2 separate regions of the Mus musculus genome follow, and region 1 is linked to region 2. Evidence: chromatin contacts called from public promoter capture Hi-C data. All regions are on one chromosome and are shown on one strand. Each heading gives the region's core, a stretch centred on a gene start, on an enhancer-like site or on the middle of the called end of the contact. The rest is flanking DNA. Distances are from core to core; before and after follow the strand shown.

Region 1 (7,529 bases), core at 4,845-7,344, 230 kb after region 2:
TTCTGAGCCTCAGCTATTCTCCTTGGTGAATGGGAGTGTGCCTACCTCATAAGACAGCCGTAAAGATTAAGGTAAATGCATCCATGCATATAATACACAGAACACTTATTCATTAAACATGATTATCGTCCCTAATACCACAGGAAGGTGTTGTTGAAGAACACTCGACATTTCAAAGTGCTTCAGGAGAAACACAAGAAGACTGCAATGATCCAAGGAACTCATGCTTCTAGGTTCATACTGGTGATCTCTTTATCCCTTCTTGGTTTAAAGAACTCGCTAAAATGCACGTGGAAATTATTTGGAAAAGAGAAACTAAGAAAATGCTGAATCCTGGTTCATATCTCATATAAAAGGCAATGGTGTGTCTCACACCTGCCTGCCCTGGAATTGTGTTCTTGAGTCCTTCATCTTGGTCATGAGATGCTGTGTGGATTGGGCCACCATTCTGGGAATAGGTCATTGCTCAGAAGTTACCAGAGACTGACATTGTTTGATCTACATGGCATCTTTATGTGGAAAATTTATCTTGACATCACCTACTGCTTCTAGTTCCTTGGAAAAATGGGTCATATGAGAGTCTTAGAGTTCAATTCAAGAGGCCCTTCTCTGATCTACTTCTATTTGAAATACTCCATCTCTTCTGAAATATTTAGTAGAGACTATCCTGCTGTAAACAGAACAGAGCAGGAACCAGAGAGAACAACTTAGGAACTATAGCTATTCTAGACTTAAACTCCTGGGAGAGACTAATTTGAGTTATGGACCATTAGACTTGAAGCACCTTCTTCCCCTGTCCATTTGAATGGCAATGGTCTATGCTGATAACCACCCATGCCTACATCATTCTATCACAACTGACCAGGAGAAACACCAGTGACAAAGCCCTATTATCATCTGCACTGAGGAGCCATGGGACTTCAAGGCAGTTATTGTTATGATCTGTAAAAGGATATGAGTTATACAACTTAATCACACTTGTTTTAACTAAATTAATCAACTCATATAAAATGGTTAAGACCCTAACTAGACATGTTAACTCAATAAGTGGTTGTCATTGTCATTCAAATCTAAGCAAGTGAGTCTGGCAGTGGAAAATGATACCTAGTACTAAGGACTGTCATATATAACAAGTGTATATGTGTGTGGGGGGTATCCTCTGTCAGCGGTGGGAGTAGGGGTTGGGGAGGTTACATTGACCATCTGGATTAAAATCTCAGTTCCAGCCGGGCAGTGGTGGTGCACACCTTTAATCCCAGTACTTGGGAGGCAGGCAGATTTCTGAGTTCGAGGCTAGCCTGGTCTACAGAGTGAGTTCTAGGACAGCCAGGGCTACACAGAGAAACCCTGTCTAAAAAAAAAAAAAAATCAGTTTCATTTTTTATTAGCTGTGTGATTTAAGACAAATTACTTAAAATTTCTAGTTCATTCATCAGTTATACATTTAAAAGAAAGAGAAAACTACTAGACTCTTCTTCATTGGCTGACTGAAAGATATTTAATGAATAGATAGACAAAAAAAAAAGCATGTATAGACAAAGGGTGTGTCTAGATCTGTAAAGGCCTGTATTCTTTCAATCAACTCTGCGTCTTTTTGGCATTTTCTAGAGGTAAGAACCACAAGTCAGGCCCCATCACCATCACACAATACAGTTCCCAGACTTTTTATGGAGTGTAACCTGGTGTGCTGACTGGTTTTATGTCAGCTTGACACAGCTAGAGTCACTGGAGAGGAAGGAGTCTCCTCTTTGATTTGAGGAGTGGCAATAGGCAAGCCTGTAGAACAATTTCTTAGTTAGCGATTGCTGTCAGAGGGTCTAGATCATTGTGGGTGGGGTCACCTGGGGTGGGAGACCCTGGGTGGGAAGCCCTAGGTTCTATAGGAAAGCAGGCTGAGCAAGCCATGTAGAGCAATCTAGGAAGCAGCACATGACCCCCCCCCCCCCCACACACACACACACACCATGGCCTCTGCATCAGCTCTTACCTCCATGTTCAGGCCCAGTTTGAGTACCTGTCCTGATTTCCATACATGGTAAACAATCATATGAAAGCGTAAGCCAAATAAACCTTTTCCTTCCCAAGTTTCCGTTGGTCACTCTGTCTCATCACTGCAACAGTAACCCTAACCAGGGCACCTGAGAGCTCCAGCATTTTCTGCTTTCTGTACCCTTCCGTTTCTGACTTTGCCCTTCTCCTGCCTAGAGAAGTCTGAGTGGGAAGGAATGCAAGAGGGCACTTGCATTCATCTCCTCTGTGTCTTTCCTGCGTTTTTGGTAAGTGAACTGTCTGCCCCTGTCACTGTTGCAGCCTAACATCCACCTCCGTTCATCTCCAGCTTATCCCTCTCCTCCTCGAAGCACCGATTTCTTTCCTCAATAAACTCATCCACAGCGGAACTTATCCCAATGCTCACAACCTTAAATGCAACTTCCCCTTTACCCCGCAGCCCCCTCCCCAGCCACTGCTTCATATCTTTACCAGCCTTCACAGTGAAATTTGACCAAAGCCATCCTGATAGTAACTTTCTCCACCCCAACAGTTCTCTTTGTGCTTGTAAATCCCTCCGTTCACCTCTCCATTTGTTAGCATAAGCCTTTGTGGGACTGGATTAAGAACCTCTGTAATTACATCAGCAAAAGTCCTGTTTACAAGTGAGATCAGACTCATAGGTGTGGAGGCTGGGATTTCAACATACTCTTCAGAGAGATGCTTAGTCTTGAATATGTCCCCAAAGACTCAAGCATTGGAAATTTAATCTCTGAATTCGTACAGTGATATACAGAGTGGGACCTTTGGCAGATAACAAGGGTAAGATGATGGTCCTTCCCTCCCCATGCAGAGCCCTCAGCCTTGATGACATGGTACAAAGGCTCCTGCTAGATGCGGTCCTGTGATCTTGATTCCAAGATTCCCCATCTCTAGAACCACAGAGAGAAAGCTTCTTTATAAATTATTCAGCTGGAGGCATTTTGATACAGGAACACAAAATAGACCAAGTCAAAAGGAAGTTTCATCATTTCAACAGTCCCCAAAGAGTTTCTCCCAAAGCCTTTCTCATAAGCATCACTCCACCCAAGATCCTTATCATCCCCATTTCTGATCCCCAACCCTTGAAGTTAGCAAATACTGCCATGACTCTCTGTAAATTCAACTCAGAGCCATTCTCTTCTACCTCATCAGCCAGCTACCGGTTAAAACCACAAGCAGTGTCCATCTGACCTGCAACAGTTGAACCAAGCTTTGTACTTCAGCTGAACTCACTGCCATCTGCTCATGATGTAACGCATGTAAAGTCACCTAAATAAGGGCATCAGATCATGCTTTGACTCTCAAAATCTTTCAGGGCTGCATATTCCTAACAGTAGAACACTATTCGCTATATGCTATTGCCCTGCTGGCTTCCCTCACTTATACCAACTTCCTCATTCCTCAGTGCAGGCACATCAAAAGATCTGCTCTCCCAGCATGCCCTGTTCAGATCTGACTCACAATCTTTTGCATTTGCAATCGCCTCTACCTGGAGCTAACACACATCCTCTCTCTGAAATTAGGTCTTTGAGAGTTTCAAACATACAACATGTTTCCATCATATTCAACATCTCCAGTCCTTGCTGAGTTATTTCCTTATCTGGCCAATGTCATGATGCCCCCTTTTAAACTCCCCGGGATCAGTGTTTGCTGCACCACATATTCTTGAGTGTATAATCTTTTACTGGAGAGTACCTGTCTTACCAAGGGGCTACATTAGAGAAAGCTGGCCCATTCTCTCCCAGGAGCTAACAATTGCAAATCTATTCAGGCTTGGGATGGGACTCTGTACCCAACCCCCTCTCCTGCTTGAGATTTGGTCTGGTTTGGGTTTACACAGGTCTTGTGAGTGCTGTAAAGGTTTGTACATGTAGCTACTTCACTATGTCCAGAGATGTCCTTACAGTCATCCACTGCCTCTGGCTTTTACCTTCCTCCTATACCCTCTTCTAAAATGCTTTTAACCACAGTGAAATATTACTACACATACAGAAATACCAAATGTTGCTGGGGATATGGAGCAAATGAAAGCCTTAGCACACTGCTGGTGCGAGGATAAAATCATCAACCTGTTGCAAAGTCTTGTAGATGAAATATGCCTGCTCTAGACCCCAACAATTCCACACCAAGGTATCTACCCAAGAAACATGAGTACACGTTCAGTCAGGTACAAGAATATTTATTACAGCCTTATTTATAACAGTGAAAATGGAAACATTGGAGTTCTCAAAAAAATACAGATTGAATAAATACATTCAAGCACGTGTAGAAAATACAGTTCTGTGCAAATAAAAACTATTAGCAAATACCGTAACATAAATGACTCACAAGCTGAAAATCCAAAGACAAAAGAATACATACTCTAAGATCCCATTCATATAGTGGCTAAAGCAAGCTCTTTTGAAAAGAGCCCAAAAGAAAGGCAAGACTATCTGATGATGACAGAAGTCAGAATAGTGGTTATCTTACATGTAGACTATAACTGGCCACAGAAGAATCTTATGGAGTGGTAGAAATGTCCTGTAATATTTTTTCTAGTGGTTCAATAAGAGGGAGATGTATGGACAGAAAGACAGATGACAGATATAGGTAAATATTCTGTTCAATACTTAGGTTTAATATTTTACATTAAAAATATTTTTCTGTATTTCTGTAGTTTCTTAAGTTCTATTGAAGTGAAGTATAGTATTCTTAGTATTCCAGCTCCCCAAATGTCTATATTTAGCTAGGTTTATAAACCACAGGCCCTCAAAACTACAAAGGTTCTTCACCTCCTCATTAGTAGGGGTGGGGTCAGGACAGAGGAAGTGAATTATAAAACATGGTGTTCAGAGGAAACTGGGTGAGGGTGAAGCAGCCCACTGCCTCTATTCTGCTCAGAGGGCCCACATTCGCAATTCTCCTGCTCAGAGAGTTAGGGTGTGACCATTGAGAGTTAATTCCCTGACAATGAACAGCTCAGGAAGCCTCCTTCCTTTTTTTTTTTTTTTTTTTTTTTTTTTTTTTTTTTTTTTTTTTTTGGTTTTTTTGAAACAGGGTTTCTCTGTGTCGTCTTGGCTGTCCTGGAACTCACGCTGTAGACCAGGCGGGCCTCGAACTCAGAAATTCGCCTGCCTCTGCCTCCCAAGTGCTGGGATTAAAGGCATGTGCCGCCGTCGATCGTCGAGGAAGCCTCCTTCTTAAGAAAGAGAGGTAACGGTGAAGGCAGCCAGAGGCAGAGGCAGAAGGGATTCCATGCAGGAGAAATGTCAGGATGATGGGGCCCTGAGCAAAGGCACCAACCAGCTCTGCCTCTAATAAAGCCATAGTTGCTGTGGTGATGAGTGGGTGAGACATGAGAGAGAAACTCCTAGAAAGTGTGGACCGTACAAGTCAGGAAGCAGAGAGTAGTCATCTCAGCAGCTGGCTTGAAGACATTTATTCTCCCAAGAAACTCCGTGCAACGGGTGACAAGGCATTTAAGGCTCAGAACTCCTTCAAATACTTAAGTAAAAAGTGTTCTCAGTGAAGGATAAAGTCGGACTGAAACCAGACGATATGTAATAAGTCTCTGGGTTTAGGAGACCTCTGATCCACAGGGAAGGACCTCATATTAAGAAATGGTAATCACTCTGTTTGTGCACTTGACTACGAGCATCATATAAAATCTCATTTAATTGAAATGCTGAAACCACCTCAAATCGCATGCATTAATTATCCCCATGTGGCACATAAGAAAGTAAAGTCCTTCTCGGTTTAGATCATTTGTCTAAAACCACACAGTGAGTAAGGTAAGGCTTGGGGATTTGAGCAAAGCTTGCTTTACTCCAAAGCCTGTGGCTTTTCAGACTGTCAGGAGAAATAAAGATGTACTATATTGCAGGAAAGTGAGATTAGTGAAGCCACAAGGCAGGAAGCCGATCGAGGTCAGGTTCCAAAAAAGTGGGCCCAGGAAGAAGAATGTGAGGCCAAGACTTAAGCTCAATAGTGCAAAGCAGAAAGATGACAGCACGTGAAGGTACACCAAAGCCTGGGCTGGAGCAACTGCTGACAATCCCCAGGGAGCTAAGGCATATGGCTAACAGTCTGTTCCTGTTAGAGGGTAGACAGAGAAACATCCCCGGATCCAGAGACTGTGAAAGCTCATCTCTATGCATACCTGCAGCACATGTCGTCTTCTTCAGGGCAGTGGTAGGATCCTGCTTCCCGGCTCTTTGGGTCTCACACTCTGGATGTACAAGAAAGAATGCTTCTCACCCTTTCAGCTACCCTGCATGTAGCCTAACACCCTGCACAGGCTGATCATCAGCTTTTCATGTTGAGTTAATTAATTAACAATTTCAGTTTGCTCGTTCACGGTCTATCTGAGGCTGAGTCAAGGCAGTGCCTCTTTATCTGCAGCAGGCAGATGCCTCCCCTTAAGCCACCCACGTAATTATCTCGGGTCTCTAAGCCCCTTTGAATTCCACAGCCATTATGCTAGGGGGAGAGCTTAGTGGTAGAGAGTGCGCTTCTCATGCATGAGGCTATGGGTTCGAGGCCCCAGCGCTGTGAAGCCTGTATTCAGGGATACAAGCCAAATAGTCCTTTATTCACTTGCTTAGCAAAATGCTGAGTGGAGATTAACTTTGTATGTCCTTTGTTTAATAACAAAGAGGCTCAAGTTTTCAGAGCCCATGCTATTTTTATAAAGAAAATGTCAGGGGGTGGAGAGACAGCTCAGAAGTTTAACTCACTTTTTGCCAAGTTTGACTCCTGGCATCATCAAGGTAGCTCACAACCATCCCTAACTTCAAATTTCCAGGGAACCAGATGCACTCTTCTCTCCTCCTCATGTATCAGGCATGCGTGTAGCACACATACATACATACATACATACATACATACATACATACAGGCAAAACATTCAAATGCATAAAATAAAATAACCTTAAAATAGAAAACTTTAAAATGACTTTTTATTCAAAAATAAATAGAAAGAAAGTTTATAAGTTGTAATTTTCCTTAAAAACTAATGAAACTTTGATTAATTTCAAGACAATTCTTATAAGAAAAATGTATATGAACTGAAGGATAAAAAGACTCCATCAAAAGTTGAAGTGGAATGAGGCTGGAGAGGTGACTCTATAGTTAAGAGTACTGGCTGTTCTGCCAAAGAACCAGTGTTCAATTCCAGCACCCAAATGGAGTTCACAACTACCTAGAACTCCAGTCCCAAGGGATTTGACATTCTCTTCTGACCACTGCACACGCAGGGTGAACAGACATATGTACTGAGCACTCTCACACAGAAAAATAATAGTCTTTTAAGTTGTTGTGAAAAACAAACCAAAACCAACCAGCCAACCAAACACCTGGGTGTCAGAAAGAAGTAAGTAATTTGGAAGAGAATGTAATCAGGTCTTGCACCAGGGAACATGAATTATAAAAAGCAGAGTGGTATGGGTGCAATAATAGGTAAATGGAAGAAAACAGATAAGGCAGGGAAGAGATGTTAGTAAGCTTAAGGAGTGAACATA
Region 2 (6,952 bases), core at 463-2,962:
GGGACATGACCTACAGATGGACTTCTGTACAGGTGGTATTCAAACATAACACAGTAATAAGACTATTCAATTTAAAACCATTAAAGCACTTAATGCTAGCCTAGCTTCCCCAGACTCTGAATGCTTGCCCATCCATCCTATTCCTCCTCGGGATTTCCCCTTTCACAGCAACTAGGGAGCTAACATTAGATGTAGCAAGGAAGAGTCATGTCCTGGCTTTACCACTAGGGCCAAAGTTTTAGAGAAGTGTTCACCCTCACTGTCTTCAGTTTCAAATACGTTGAACGCATGATCTGATGAGTGTGTTTGGGAAGCATCTCATGGATGGGAATTTATTTTCCATTTCTGTGCCGTTTCCAGGGCACTAAGCATACAGAACGCCACACAGCTAGTATCTGCACACACTCCTTTCACAACTGGCTAGACCTAGAGAGGGCCAGCCTCTAGAAGCACATGTGCTCAACTCAACTACCAGGAAAGCTTTCTTCCTTTGGGAAGGTCTAATGGGTTCAAGATTCTCATCTAACTACCATTGCGAAAATCCTCTGAGCTCTGAAGGCCCAGAGGCTCCACCTGTATCTCTTTTCCCAGAGGTGGGACAGATTCTTCCCAATGCCTGCTGACCAAAAGATACCCAACTGCTGCCAGCCCAAGGCAGTTCCATAAATGTTTGCATGGTAAATGAAGGACATTAAAATCAAAACCAAATCGCCTCCTTCTAAACTTCTTTGCAAAGGTAGATACTATTTAAAGCAGTGCAGCTCCTTCCCATCCAGCAGACAAACTTTAACTCAAAATTCACCACTTTCTTGTCCTTGGCCCTTGCGTGATGACTTACAAAGCTGCCAGGACTCAGGCATTCTTCACACTATGACTTCCTCTTGAACCAACCCCCTGACCCAAAGCTGGTTCATATTGTGGCCTGGCTTTCACCCAGACTTGTCCCCAGCTGGCACCCAGCAGATCACCAACCAGGGTCTTGGTTTACTGGCAGCCCTGCCCTTCCACTCCCTCCCAGGCTGTGCTCCAATCTCAGCCCTTTTTCTTTCAGACTCCACCACAGACTCCTCCTGTGACCCCGCCCACGTACCAATCCCTCTGCAGCGTCGCCCCACCTCTTTGGTTTTGACCCCGCCCCTCATGCACACGCCCCTCTTCCCCCTTCCCTCCCTTAGACTTCGAGCCTCTGCTAGCAAGGGGCCATCCACCCACCCTCACCTCTGAGAGCAGCGGGGCCAGGTGCTCCAGTGGCACCGCGGGTAGGTCCCCGCAGAGCACCGTGCCGCGGAGGCTGTGATTTCCCGGAGGCTCGGACTTAGTGCGCAAGAAAAAGAGCCCCTTGGCGCGAGCTCGGCTGGGCTCTGGTCCTGCGTCTAGACCGGGTGTCACCACCAGGCCCCCGGGCCCGGACTGAACCACCAGCAGTGGCCGCGGATCCGAGGCAGCGTTGTGATCCAGGAAGGCCTGCAGCAGCCTCCCCGCCTCGGCTGTGCCTGCACAGCGCTCCCAGGTGCCCGCGGCCGGACGCAGGCTCCGAGCCACAAAAGTCCCCAGAAGCCGCAGCCTCGGGTCTCCAGGCTCCTCGTCCCCAGACTCCGCCAGCGCTGCCTGCTCCTTGGCGCCGGGCATCGCGTGTTGCCAGCTGCAGCGTCTGTTTCCCTAGCGACGGGGATGCCAGGCCCTCCTGCCTCTGCTCTCCTTATATTGGGCACTGGACTCTAGCTCCGCCCCACTAAGTTAATAAGGTAGGCAGGGGCTGAGAAGGGGCGGGGTCGCGTCGTTGTTGCTGGGAAACTGGTGGAAGCTCTCACATCCAAGCTGGTCTGGTAGACTAGACGTGCTCTGAAGACTACAGGCACAGGCTTGCGTGGGATTCTTTTGTCTAAGGCCAGATTAAAGTCTTCAGACGCCTCCATACACAAAATGAATAGTTCTCTTACTCTGTCCTAAATATATAATTTAAAAAGTTAATCCCAACGCCAAGGATAATACCATGAATGCAATACAATTTTTTTCCCAAGATAACAACTCAAACACTTTCGGAGAATGCTGTTGGATAGAACTTTTTTTTTTTCCTTCAAATTATGAGCTTCCAGCGACACTCGACCTGTTGGTGACACAGGGCTTAATTGTTTCATTTAAATTTGCAATTAAATAAGCATGCGTGTCTAGCAATCACTTCGAATGTCTCCTCTTCAGACATTTATAATAAATTATTGTAAAAAATAATCTCCAGTACCTTGCTTTGCCTGCACCTTCATTTGCCAAAAGGGCAGCTGTGCTGGACAATGGTCTTCCATGCGAGTGGCCCGAGGTCAATTCTTAAATATACTGAAGTGCTTGTAAATATGCAGCGTGCTCCCCTTCTGACCTGGAAAATTATCACTCCTCATAGGTTTGATCCTTCTCCGTGATCAGAATCAATCACTTGGGTCTTTGTATGCGTGTGTGAACGAAGGAATGGATATGTGTGTGTAAAAAGGAAATGGACACTCAGCCAGAGGCCTTCCGGTCTGCAAGAATCTCCTGTCTGCCCCCCCACCCCCACCCCCGATTGTATTACCTCCCAGGGACTGCGGGATTTCTTAGTAAAGTGAATGTTTACATCAGGCTTCAAGGACTATTAACAGAGTAGCACTTATCAAAGGCAGCTTGGCTTAACAAGAACCACCCCCCCAGCCCCGCCCAGGACAACACCAGTGCCTGGAAGCTGAAATGATTTACTGCTCGATAACTGGGACCCAGGGGTTCTGTGATGAAAATGTTTGCATTAGAAAATGGATCTTTGTGTCTATAAAGAGTGTTTTATCATTGCTGCATTAAACAACAAGTGGAGCAATTAAGAAGAAAGGGGCAAAATGAATCTGATAATTGATATTCCCAAAAAGACGTTGGGGGAAAATAGAAATGTCAGAGGATTCTTACATATCTTAATTCCTTCCTTCCTTCCCTCCTTCCTCCCTTGTTTGCCTCCCTCCTTTCCTCTCTTCTTCCCTTCTTCCTATAAGGAGTAGTCATGCCATTTGGGTGGCAGATCTCCATTGTGTTAATCTGCTTATGTTTTATATATAGAGAGAACTCATCTACATTCTATTGGCTCTTCAAATAAAATTTGTGCCCCTCTCACCCTGGCTTTGTTTCCCCTTTATCTTGTTTGTTCTCATACCCCCAACATATATAAAAACTGGATGAATGATGGAACGGGGAGATGTGTTTGTGGATAGAAAAACTTACTTTGCAAGCACAAGGGCCCGAGTTCAACCTCCTTAGTGCCTGTACTAATGCTTTCCATAGCTGTGCACACTTTGGTGGTCAGGAACAGGTGGATCCTAAGAGCTCCCTGGTTAGTTAGCCAGCAGTGAACTTCTTCTGATCCACTGGAGAAATAGGGCAGAGAGCCATAGAGAAAGATTCCATACATCATACCCTGACTGGCATGGGGCATATCTGCACATATAAGCATGTATGTGAACACATGTGCATGTACCCAGAGAGAATGAATGAGTTCCTGAAGATACCTGCCTAAAGCAAACACCACCATCTGTTTTTGTTTCTCTATAACACAACTGTCCATTTTAGATGCTGATTTTTTCAATTCCTTAACATAGACATTTTGCAGTGGGTGAGGGTTCTGAGAAAAGCTTGTCTTGATGGTTGTGGATTAGGATTTTTACTGATGTTGAAGATAAAATAGCTCCCATTAGGAGCTCCATCAATCATTAGAAGGCTTGAGCAGGCTTGGGGTGTTATGTGCACTCTCCAAATTGGCAGGTCAAGGTTGAATGCTGGCAGGAGGTCTTTTTTCTTTATCCATAGCCTCTTTGCTTTTAATTGGTGTGTGTGTGTGTGTGTGTGTGTGTGTGTGTGTGTGTTCCTACGTACACACCTGCTTAGTCTGAACATTACTTGCCTATATATATTTTAGGGCTGACCATTTGGTTTTGGATAACCTGATGGTTTGCTTCCCTGGGGAAGATAGTTTCTCCTGCTCTCAACAAGTATTTGCCCGTATGCCTGTAGTTCTTTGTCTAGGGTTGAAGTCTTGTGAGCTTTCTTCATTAACATATGTACTGGCGATGCTCTTGTTCAGGTATAGGTTTTATTTTTACCATTCTTCTTTAACTTTACACAAGTTTATTTCCATATATATATATATCTTAGTCAGGGTTTCTATTCCTGCACAAACATCATGGCCAAGAAGCACTTGGGGAGGAAAGGGTTTATTCAGCTTACTCTTCCACATTGCTGTTCATCACCAAAAGAAGTCAGGACTGGTACTCAAACAGATCAGGAAGCAGGAGCTGATGCAGAGGCCATGGAAAGATGTTCCTTACTGGCTGGCTTCCCTGGCTTGCTCAGCCTGCTCTCTTATAGAACCCAAGACTACCAGCTCAGGGATGGTTCCACCCACAAGGGGACCTCCCCCTTGATCACTAATTGAGAAAATGCCTTACAGCTGGATCTTGTGGAGGCATTCCCCCAACTGAAGCTCCTTTCTCTGTGATAACTCTAGCCTGTGTCAAATTGACACAAAACTAGCCAGTACAGTATATGTATATAGTTTATATATATAAAGTATATAGTGTACAATAAAAATAAATAAATAAATATGTTTACAACAGTTGCTCATGCCTATAATTCCAGCATGTGGAAGACTAAGAGTAACCACAACCAAGGCTAAGACTAATCTGATATATATAGTAAGGTCCTATCTCAAATAAATATAAATAAATAAGCACATCAGCCTGGGCTGTGTGCTTGTGACCTCAACACTTAAAGATAGAGGCCAGAGGACCAGTAAGTCATTATCCTTAGCTACATAGTTTCAGCCACATTGTGCTATATGAGAATATATATCAAAAGGTGGGAAAGTTCACTCTATTTCATGGAAATGCTCATTGTTTTATTTGTAAAGTTATAATCAAATATCCTAGACATCAAACATCATAATCAAGTGTCTTTGTTAATAGTGGTGTCTTTGTTAGCCAATCTAGTAGGCTTTGTCTCTTAATGTGCTTATTGACTTTGTTCAGCTCAGTTGATTCATGGATAGGGAAGCATTCATCCTTTGGCTTTATAACAAGTACTCTTCTTTTTTCTCCTTTCCATGTAACCGCTTCTTGTTAGTCTCCTTGACTCTCTCCCCTGTTTCTGTCCCTTCAACGTTAGTATTGGGGTCATCTGCTTAATGCCCTCTCTCTTCTCAATTCCCAACATCTCCTTTCATGAGCTTGTTTATCCAAAACAACAATTCTTCCCTTTAGTCAAATGAGCGTGTGTGTGTGTGTGTGTGTGTGTGTGTGTGTGCGCACACACACACACACACACACACACACACACATTTATATACAGCCCATACTTGGATAAGGGATTGTATATTGAATACATCTTATCCCCTCAAACTGAAGCAGAATAAAAAGGAAAATTCCACTGGATATAGGCAGAGAAAATGAGCCCTTTATATCAGAGATCTGGTTTAAGTCTATCTAAACCATCAATAAAGGAATATAATCTCTTTTCTGAAACACACACACACACACACCACACAAATAATATATTAAACCATATTTAAATTCAAAGTATATATCCCAAATCCTTTGAATTTTTTGACTTTTTATCTTGTTTGCTTGTACAACTATACCATGAATTCCATAAGCCACCTCATAATATTATTTATTAAAGTTGCCTAGGTGAAAATATGTGTGGTGGTTTGAATGAGATTGGCCTCCATAGGTTCACGTGTTTGAATGCTTGGTCCCCAGTTGGTGGAACTGTTTGAGAAAGATTAGCAGGTATGGCCTTGTTGTATTAAAGTGTGGTCTTGTTGGAGGAAGTGTGTCACTGGCAGGTGGGGTTTGAGGTTTCCAAAGCTCATGCCAGTCTCTATCTATCTATCTATCTATCTATCTATCTATCTATCTATCTGTGTTATTAGCATGTAAGCTCTGAGACCCAAGACTGCCTTCCTGCTGCCATGCTTCCTGCCATGAAGATAATGGACTAACCTCTCAAACTTTACTCAAGTTGCTCCCAATTAAATATGACCTTTTTGTTTGTTTCTTTTTTGTTTTTTGTTTTTGTAAGAGTTACCTTGGTCATGGTGTTTCTTCACAGCAATAGAACAGTAACTAAGGAGAAGTTGATACTAGGGACTGGTATTGATGTAATAGGACTGACCATATTGTTTGGAGGAATATGGAAGACTTTTGGACTGGGAGTTAGGGAGCAGTAGAATGTTGTAAACAGGGATGAATAAGCAGTCCTAGTAGGAACATAAAAATAGTAGTGTTGAAATGCAATGTGGATTGTGAAGACCCAACTCAGAGGTTTCAGTGGGGAAGAACATTAGCAACTGGCCTAGAGACAATTTTTATGACATTTTGGTAAAGAATGTGGCTGCTTTCTGCCCTTGTCCTAAAAATTTGCCTGAAGCTAAATTGAAAAGTTTTGGATTAGTGACATTGGAAAAGGAAAATTCAAGACAACCTAGTATTGCTGTGTCACGTGGTCATTAGTAATCACTCTTATGTAGACCTACAATGACAAAGAGCAAGGAGGGCAAAAAGAAACACAAAATGTACAGCTTAAGGAGGAAAGGAGAATCAGGAACTGACTTGTTGGTGCCAAGTCTTGTGCTCAAGGAGACAAAATGTTTGAAGAAAGGTCTGATTCAAAATGGAATAAAGGGAGCACCCTCAAGGCAAGCCCAACCATGCTAAGCTTCCTTTATGAAAAATAAGTGAAGTATCAACGATAGAAAGATGTACAAATGCAATTTGAGGAGGGGGTCTATATTCCAGCTCCTGCAAGTAGGACTTGGTAGCTTCCACCATGTGGTTCTAGCTTTAGAGTCAAGAAGAATATAGGAAATGCAGTGTGAAATCATCCTCCATGGTTAGAGAAAGCCACCAAGGCCAGTACTGTGGCAGGAAGTCTCTGCATGGAGACCCAG

What was found. Promoter capture Hi-C pulls out the DNA fragments that hold promoters and counts their contacts.
Region 1: a contact with region 2 is called in a promoter capture Hi-C map of hippocampal neurons, with 3 times the contacts expected there. The contact joins the enhancer-like site here to the promoter of Dnah9 in region 2. A contact is called at or near these places in 4 of 39 promoter capture datasets (embryonic stem cells, hippocampal neurons, stem cell-derived epiblast-like cells and 1 more) and 1 of 9 other capture datasets (adipose tissue).

Annotation. Positions count from the first base shown.
Region 1 is chr11:66,388,432-66,395,960 of GRCm38.p6, forward strand. The region is part of intron 2 of Shisa6 (shisa family member 6); the gene reads right to left. Among named protein-coding and RNA genes, the nearest start is that of Gm45945, 120 kb to the left of the region's middle. Within about 2 kb of position 6,095, at least 3 of the 459 cell types and tissues checked have an H3K27ac peak or open chromatin away from gene starts, as enhancers often do. A contact at or near this core is called in hippocampal neurons, where this site is marked.
Region 2 is chr11:66,166,839-66,173,790 of GRCm38.p6, forward strand. Dnah9 (dynein, axonemal, heavy chain 9) reads right to left here and starts at 1,713. Exons shown (of 69, transcript NM_001099633.1): 1 at 1,219-1,713. The coding sequence starts at 1,629. It overlaps Gm12296 (predicted gene 12296), which reads left to right and starts at 1,197. Exons shown (of 3, transcript NR_153847.1): 1 at 1,197-1,745.